Linked DNA regions of Mus musculus: all the other regions are linked to region 1. The links are chromatin contacts, called in public HiChIP or PLAC-seq maps. All regions are on one chromosome and are shown on one strand. The core of a region is the stretch at or near the end of the contact, and the rest is flanking DNA. Distances in the headings are between cores, read along the strand shown. Region 1 holds the start of 5730488B01Rik (RIKEN cDNA 5730488B01 gene). Region 2 holds the start of Melk (maternal embryonic leucine zipper kinase). Region 3 has its middle 13 kb from the start of Gm24376.

Region 1 (2,687 bases), core at 66-2,565:
TCTTTCCAAAGACGCCAAGGGCTTCCCCTAGCTCTGGAAGCTAGGCTTGCCCAGCCCCCACTGTGCTGCCAGGGAGATTGAGAATGGGAGGAGGGAGGATTTCCCGAGGAGGGGGCAGATTGAAGGGCCGGCAGGAAGGCTGAGACATTAGCAGTTGGTTAACCTGCACCTGGAAGGAGCTGCCTCTCCACACGAATGCACACCGCAAGACCACCAAATCTGATGCTGTCTCCCCACGGGCTTGGGCACGACCTCTGGGCAGCAGAACTCTGGACAGAGAGAGGCAGTGCAGGCCTTTGGATTTCTGCCAGAAGCACGGGAGCCAGCCCTACCCATCTTGCCTCCCAGTTGTTTCTTGCCCACCTCAGAGTGTTGCCCCCAACTCGTTTGTTTTCAGGTTCGTTCTGAGTGAGAGCAGAGAGGCTCTAGAGCCAGTCTGCGCATGAAAATGCTGCGGGAAACGCTGGAGCCATGGTGGACTGGAAACCGCTTAAACCCAGTCTCCTAAAGGGGAGGAATCGTTGGGGCTGGGACCAGAGCAAGCAGCTTCTCTGCGCGAATCTTGTCGCTGCTCGCTCGGGAGATTTACCTCCGACTGGGATATTGACACAAAGAGAAGCTGACCTGCTTGAAGCCCGCTTTGGCTGCCTAAGCAAACCTTCCCCTGCTACCAGGCCACTCAGTTCTTGGTGGAAGACACGAAGATTATTGCTTCACCTTGCCTTCTCTCTAGCCGGGTCTCTATGCCTTTGTTAAATAGGGGACCCACGGCTAGAGTAGCGGGATCCCGGCTGGTTGAGGTTTAAAAAGCTTGCAGCCGGCTGCTAGCCACGGAGTTACTCTGAGATCTGCAACCCACAGAGACTCGAGCTGGGCACCCGAGTGCAGTCTGCCAAAGCCTGGCGCCTTCCCCTGGCCGAGTCTACAGCCAACAGAAAGGAAACGCGATTCGTTCCACTTGGAATTTCCTTGAAATCTCCGAATCTAATCCAGCGTTAACTCACCGTGAGAAGAGCGCTTGTCTCATAGGAGGCTGTGTTAATGGGTGAACTGGCAGGATCCCTGTGGGTCAGGCAGCAGGGCCCTACCGGTGTCCGAAATGACCCTGCCGGTCTCTTACACTGCACAGGCTTTCAGAAGGCAGGGATGCCTGCATGTGACTAATTAGCTTGCTTCCTTCCTTTCTTTCTTTCTTTCTTTCTTTCTTTCTTTCTTTCTTTCTTTTTCTTTCTAGTAGAGAAGCCATCTCAAGGTAGACATCCTACAGAGAAGGACCCAATGATGTCTTTAAAGGTCTCTGTATGTACTGGCCGACACCTAAACTGAAGTGTAGCTTAGGGACCCTGACTTCGTTGATTCTTTAAATCCCCTCTCCTCGATCCAGGGCGCATTTGGAATCCTGGACCTGGTGCCCCTTCTTAACTTTCACTTCTTTCTTCACATATTCAGGGACTGGTCGGGGCTCTACTTTTCCTTTTAAGCATCAGTCTTGCCTAGTCCCATGGCTGAAAAAGGCGCCAACAGAGTTGGGATGTTGAGCGCTGGCTGAGACTCTCACTGACCTCTATTCAAACTTCCTGCCCTCCAACTGACCCAGTCCCGAGCTGTCTATGCGTATGAACCAGGGTTCTGAGAACTAGCGGCTAGAGCTCGGGAAAGGCTACAGCTCGCTGCCTACTCTACCTCGTTGCTGGAGGCGGGATTCACCCACCAGGCGCTTCGGCCTCGGCGGCGTCCGCTACCTGAAAACATTGCACTTTGCGAAGTTGTCTACGCAGCTACAGAGGTCCCGAGTCCTTCAGGACTTAGTATCTTACCCCGCACTCCGGCACCCCCAACCCGATCCCGGCCGGAGAGTGAGAGAAGCGAGCTCGCCGCCTACTTACTATGCATGGATGCAAACGGGTCGTGCTTACAGTGTATTTCCATCGGGGCGCTCCAGACTGTAGGCCGGCCCACGCCGCTGCCTCTCGGCGCCAAAGGACTGCCCAGGGCGCCTAGGGAACCGCGCCACCAGGCCGGGCACAGTGTGAGCAGAGATCAGAAAACACCTCTGCAGCCGTGGGGTCCCTCTCGGAGCCGCCTGCGGAAGATCGCGGAGAGCTGAGCCGAGAGGCGGGAAACGGTGCTCTCAGCCAGTCGGTCTGGGAGCGGGCGCCCAACTCCCGCTAGCTTCGCTCCTCGGCGGGCTCAAGCGGCGGCTCCCGGCCCGCACCAGAGAAGCTGCGGCCCAAGCGCTAGCGGCGTCGAGGGCATAGCGCAGGGGCCCACCTCCAGGACGGCTAGGGGAGCCCGGCGCGGGACCAGCAGCCTGCAGGAGGCCGCGAGCGCAGGGCCCTCCGTCTCAGTCCGGGGCAGCGAGGCCGCGGACTGCCAGGCTGCTTCGGTCTTGCTGCCTCGAGGGTCTGCCCACCCTTCGGCCTCCGCCAGGTCCTTCTTGTTTCCCGCTTCTCCGTGTCTCTGGAGCCGGACCTCCCCTTCCACCTCTCTTCTGTCGGCTCTCTGACGTCTCCGACGAAGTTACAGAGAACTCCCTCTCCTGTCGCGCAGGGGCCGCGGCGGAGTCTGAAATGCTGCAGCTGCTGAAGCTGGGAGCCCGGTGCGCCCCGAAGCTGCAACCCTCGAAGCCCGGGACCCGCTTGCCTTCAAAGTTCCCGCGGGCCCCGCAGCTCCCGGCCCCTTCGCGC
Region 2 (2,687 bases), core at 54-2,553, 400 kb before region 1:
TTTCTTTCTTTCTTTTTTCTTTTTCTTTTTTTCCAAAAATCATTTCTGTATTTGTTTGCAGGGAGGGGTAAATGAGGAAGTCAGATTTCTGGGGATTGAATTTAGGTTTTCAGGGCTGGTGGCAAGTATCTTTACCCATGAGCCACATTGCTAGCATCTTGATGGGTAGTTAATTTAGTTCCTAAGGTTTTATAACTTATAGCAACAGATTTTAGTAAGAATTATGAGATGCACAGGGAAAAGTGGCACAATGTTAGAGCTCTTGCTTAGAATAGCCAAGGCCAGGGAGAGCCCTCCCATGAACCAGAAGGGGGAAAAAGATCAGGGGAAAGAGGGGTCAATGGGTAATGGCAATTGGTACCAAGTTGACAGCTTGACTTGATTAGTTAGACCCATTAGGTGGCAAGAGAGAACCAACTCTTGAAAGTTGTCCTCTAACTGCCACAGGTGTGAAGTGACACGTGCCCCCCTTCCCACAAGCACGCACTCGAATAAATGAATGTAATGAAAAATTAAGAACATAAAAAACTTAATTATATGAAAACTTTTTTTTTTTGTTTTGTTTTTGTTTTTCGAGACAGGGTTTCTCTGTGTAGTCCTGGCTGTCCTGGAACTCACTCTGTAGACTAGGCTGGCCTCGAACTCAGAAATCTGCCTGCCTCTGCCTCCAAAGTGCTGGGATTAAAATATGAAAACTTAGCAAGTCAATGTCTTCTGGAAAAAATTTCCTTGTCCCTATGAGATATGCACACTGCAGTTAGTAAAGGCAAACTATTAAAAAAAAAAAAGGAAGTGAAGATGAGAGAGGGTTTTGGGTGGTGTGGGGAGCAAGAAGGGAGAATAAAGTGGATATGATCAACATACATTGTATACGTGTATGAAAGTGTCGAAGAATAATGGTATTTTTAAAAAAATAAAAATATTCTTAAAAAAAAAGAAAGAAGGAGGCAAGGCCTTAAGTCTTCAGTCAGTATCTTTTTTTTTTTTTTAAATTAGGTATTTTCTTCATTTACATTTCCAATGCTATCCCAAAAGTCCCCATACCCTCCCCCCCCCACAACTCCCCTACCCTCCCACTCGCACTTCTTGGCCCTGGCGTTCCCATGTACTGAGGCTTAAGTCAGTATCTTAAAGTCTTCACCATCACCGATCCTGAGCATTTGACATCCTACACATTTAGTATCCCATCAAAAGTTTGAGCCTATCTCGCCCCGCCCCACCATCGCTCCGCCCAGTTTTCTCCCGGCCCCGCCCCACCTCCCTGGGACTGGGCTCCCTTGGGCCCCGCCTCTTCCGGCCCGCGAGGTTTGATTCCTTTGGCGGGCGGAAGCTGCTGGAACTTGAATCCTGCAGAAATTCCCACCGACTTGTTCCGGCTTTGCTAGACTCTGCAGCCGGCTGCTTCACCTTCTGTCCTGTTCGGTCCTGTTCGGTCCTTGCTGGGCCCGCTGCCCTTCAGGTCAGTTCTTCCGTCCTCGGGCCGCACTCTGGGCCTCGTGGGGCGTGGCCGGGAGACGGAGTTTCCCTGGGGTTCCACCCATCAGCACTGTTCTCTGTGAGAACGTCTAGGTTTTTCGACCCTGGCTTTCACAGATGGTGGATGGTAGTTTTTTTTTTTTTTTTTTTTTTTTTTTGTCTCGGGTTCTGAGATGTATCTTGCGTCTTGAACTCACTGGTCTCGAACTCACTTTGTAGCCAAAGTGGTCCTTGAATTCTGGATCCTCCTGCCTTACCTTCCTGAGCGCAGGAGATACAGGCGTGAGCGCTCCCCACTCCCCATTCCCCGCTCAGCGGGTAATTGATAAAGTTTGACAGAGCATTTGACGCCCCGGAGGCTCCCATAATGGGAATTTCCAGTTCTGTTTCAGTGCTTTTGACTGTCTGCAAAAGCGATTCAGAGATGGGCTTTGAGGCACTTACACTTTTCAACTCAGTTTTCTGGGGTATTCCAGTTAAAAGAGAAATGTGTGTAACCCCTTTGTAGAGCCCAAATCCTTCCTCACCTTGCACCTCTAAAGCAAGTGGCCCGAGACTCGTATTGTAAGGACGCCCAGAGGCTATAGCAGTAAATGGAGGAGCCAGGTGGCTCCTGCCAAGAAGGGTGTGGAGGGGAGCAGTTCCCTGCTTCTCATCCCAAGGCAGGAGCTCACACTAAGGTGAGGTAGTGAGTGTTCTAGTCTCACCTTAGGTAGATTTCTGTGGTTAATGGAGGAGGAGGAAGAGAGGGTTTCAGAGGGGTCTGAAACGTTGGCTAGAGAATTTAGTCCCAACTTTTGTTCATGTTTTGGCTTCTGTTTCTTCTTAAACACCTTCGTGGAAACAGTGGCTCTGTCCCTTTTATCTATTATGAACCAACTAGATGGACAGGTTAGTCCCTAAATGCTTTTGGGAATGAATGCCTCTATTGCTGCTCTCAGAAATCTCCGCAAAGGAGCAGAAGGGTGCCGCCACTCAACTGTATTCTAAGGCCAGGTTGTAAGCCATTCTGCACTCTCATCTGAAATGACCAGATCAGTGTCAATGAGCACGAGAGGCAAGTTAATGTGTTTTGTAGTAAGTGATAGCATGGCTCAAATAACACCATACTGGTAGCAAAATACCCTCAGTTTGCCTTTTATGAGGACTCACTGTATAGTCCAAGCTGGCCTCTAACTCACAGAGATGCACCTACCTGCCTCTGTTCCTGA
Region 3 (2,687 bases), core at 62-2,561, 280 kb before region 1:
GAGCATCTTCAGAGTTAGCTGTTAGGTAACTCTGGCTGTTAGGTAACTCTGGTTGTTTTTCTCACTGGAGGGGATGGCACTGGCTGAGAGGATCTGTGTGACACAGAGGAGTCACCCACACTCTGGAGCGCATCATTAGAGGAACGAGGTAGTTTGCTTTGGAGGGATTGGCTTGTTGGCAAAGGCAGGGCCATTCTGAACTCCCTTCAATTTCCACCCGCCTTCCTTTCAAATGTCATTCGAGCTTAAGATTCCCCTAAACTTGGGGATCAGAAACCTAAGGACAGGCGGATCTGTAACATTAGTGCCCTTCTGCTCCTTGAGATGAGGGATTTTATTTATTTATTTATTTATTTATTAAGACTTACAATCATGTTCATGTTAGGATATTTAAAAATGCAACTTGGCCTTGACGATGGACCAAGCTGGGCTTTTGCAGGGAGGCTCTGATGGATTCCGTAGTGGCACACCTTTTGAATCACTGAAGCGTGCTGGCGGAATTTTAAAAATAATTGTCCTTTTTACTGATGTAACACATGTCATCAAAATTAAAAAATAAACACACTTTACTACTTCCCAGTACGTTCCTCCTCCTTTCCAAGGCCAGATGGGGATTGCTTGGCTATTTCTGGCGTATTTCACGTATTTAATAACGCCCTTGGAGGTTCTTCCAGATAAGATGAAAATATGGGATTGAACTCTGTCTATAGACACCACTCTAGGAAAGCTTGTGTGTGAGTGAGTGTGTGTGTGTGTGTGTGTGTGTGTGTGTGTGTGTGTGTGTGTGTGTTACTCAAGTAGGGAGCATATTGTTTTAGAAGCAGCTGGGACTTCAGGTCAAAAGGTTTGTACTTTTTATATTGAGCAACAAAGGAAATTGTTTCTCCACCTCCCCACCCCCACACTCCGCTCCTTTTGGGGAGTGGGGGAGGTGAGAGTCCAGCCAAGAGCAGTTCCCTCAACAGTTCAGCACTGGCTACCTCGCGGAGCTGCCGCGAATGCAAGAAAATAATTAAAGCTTTAATTTATTTATACATCTTCTCCACAGATATTATAGATCCAGCAACTGCCACTTTCTAATTGATGCGCGCAGCCCGGGCCTGAGCGGGTGGCAGCTCCGAGGGCCGAGAGCCGGATCCGTGAGGCCGCCGCCCGGAGGGGCCTGAGACCCCCCGAGGCGAGGGACCCCGGGCCGGGCTGTCACCCCCGCGGTGGGAACAATGGGGCTGGCGGCCGCCGCACCTGGGTGATGGGCACCTCGGAGCCGCTGCGGGACTGAGGACCTGACAGGCGCGCGCTGCCTCCTTAATAGACTGCGAGCGAGTGCTCCGGGAGAAGTCGGCGGCGGTCCCCGAGGAGCTATCATCAGGCGAGTGGTCCCCGGAGCAGGATTTATTAGCAGACAGGATGGGGAAGTTGATTAGCCTCAGCGGCTGAACGGACATCCTGTCAGCCGGGTCTCTTAATCCAATCACTTACCTGTCGGGCCGGTGGCCGCCCGCCCCCCACAGCCGCCTCCAGCCCTCTGCAGCGCTCAGCGGGACGCGAGCACCGGCCTGCAGCCGCTGGCTGCTGGGACCAGGGGACCCAGGCCAAGTCTTCGACGGTCCCGTGCTGGGCTCGCTCGCTGCCGATGCAGCCTCCAAGTTCTTCTGTCCCAAGACCCTCTCATGAACAGAAACTCAGCCTTGGTGGCCCCCTATTCCTGTCTCATTTGACCCAGCTCCATCCTGTGTTGAGCTCTCTTTAACACATCTGTTCCATGCAAATACCTTCCTTTATCCCGAACTTCTGTTACAGGGTCAATCTAGAATGGCTGTTCCACTTTAAAAAAAATAATTTTACAATATTTTCTATCACAGTCTCTTCAAGATCCCTTCCTCCATCCAACATCCAATTTTATGTTTTCTCTTTCTTAAAAAAAAAAAAAAACTAAACAAAACCAACCAACAAAAAAGTGTGTGCTCCCCCTCCCACACAACAAATAAAAGACGGTGGAGTCTGGTTTGTATTGAGCGAAAGACCTGCACATGCTCCTTTTAAAAATCCTGTTTTCTGCTTGGAGAGCTGGCTCACAAGCTCTTGGTGACATCTTCCCTCCGTCGAAGGCCTTGAGTTCAGGTAGAGTATGTCTCCACCCTCCCTCCTTTACTTCCAAGCTCTGTACCCTTGGCCAGGTGTCCCCATCTGGGACTTCAGCCTCTGTACTAACATGTTCCTTATATCCAGAGGACACAGAGGGTGGGGGAGCTACAGGATGCCTGGTCCTCCCCTATACAGGCTGCTTTGTATGGTCTTACTCTTTTCAGTGGACTAAGTTCACTTAGTGAAGTGGAGTAAGAGCCAAGTTTTCATCTTTTCTTCCTTCCATGCCCCTACCCTAGTACTAAGTGCAAGCCTGAGCAGACAAAATGCTTTAGTGTTAGCTGAATGAAGGAAGCATCCACAGACCATGCTGTGTAGTGACTGGAAAACTCTCTCTGAGTGACCCACAAGGCCCCATCTCTGGCTGATGTGAGTACTGAGGAAGCAGAAGAGTGAGGGCAGGCATTGAGATGTGTGTTCTCTTCAGCTCTTGTCAAGAGTTTAGGAATTCAGACCCTATCGATTTACTGGGTCTTCAAAGCCATCAATCATCATTAAGAAACAGGACCTGAGCCCCAGGATGGGGTGCCTAGCACTAGGTA

What was found. HiChIP or PLAC-seq counts read pairs in DNA pulled down with a chosen protein or histone mark.
Region 2: a contact with region 1 is called in an H3K4me3 HiChIP or PLAC-seq map of forebrain, with 4 times the contacts expected there. The contact joins the promoter of Melk here to the promoter of 5730488B01Rik in region 1. A contact is called at or near these places in 1 of 39 promoter capture datasets (hippocampal neurons), 1 of 484 Hi-C or Micro-C datasets (B cells), 5 of 115 datasets of contacts at active chromatin or transcription factors (embryonic forebrain, embryonic hindbrain, embryonic midbrain and 2 more) and 1 of 9 other capture datasets (embryonic stem cells).
Region 3: a contact with region 1 is called in an H3K4me3 HiChIP or PLAC-seq map of neural tube, with 3 times the contacts expected there. The contact joins the enhancer-like site here to the promoter of 5730488B01Rik in region 1. A contact is called at or near these places in 2 of 39 promoter capture datasets (cranial neural crest and hippocampal neurons), 6 of 115 datasets of contacts at active chromatin or transcription factors (embryonic forebrain, embryonic hindbrain, embryonic midbrain and 3 more) and 1 of 9 other capture datasets (embryonic stem cells).

What each region holds. Positions count from the first base shown.
Region 1 is chr4:44,701,485-44,704,171 of GRCm38.p6, forward strand. 5730488B01Rik (RIKEN cDNA 5730488B01 gene) reads left to right here and starts at 1,316. Exons shown (of 1, transcript NR_073462.1): 1 at 1,316-2,687. All of the region lies in intron 1 of Pax5 (paired box 5), which reads right to left.
Region 2 is chr4:44,299,614-44,302,300 of GRCm38.p6, forward strand. Melk (maternal embryonic leucine zipper kinase) reads left to right here and starts at 1,304. Exons shown (of 18, transcript NM_010790.2): 1 at 1,304-1,459.
Region 3 is chr4:44,424,095-44,426,781 of GRCm38.p6, forward strand. No RefSeq gene overlaps it. Among named protein-coding and RNA genes, the nearest start is that of Gm24376, 13 kb to the left of the region's middle. Within about 2 kb of position 1,312, at least 24 of the 459 cell types and tissues checked have an H3K27ac peak or open chromatin away from gene starts, as enhancers often do.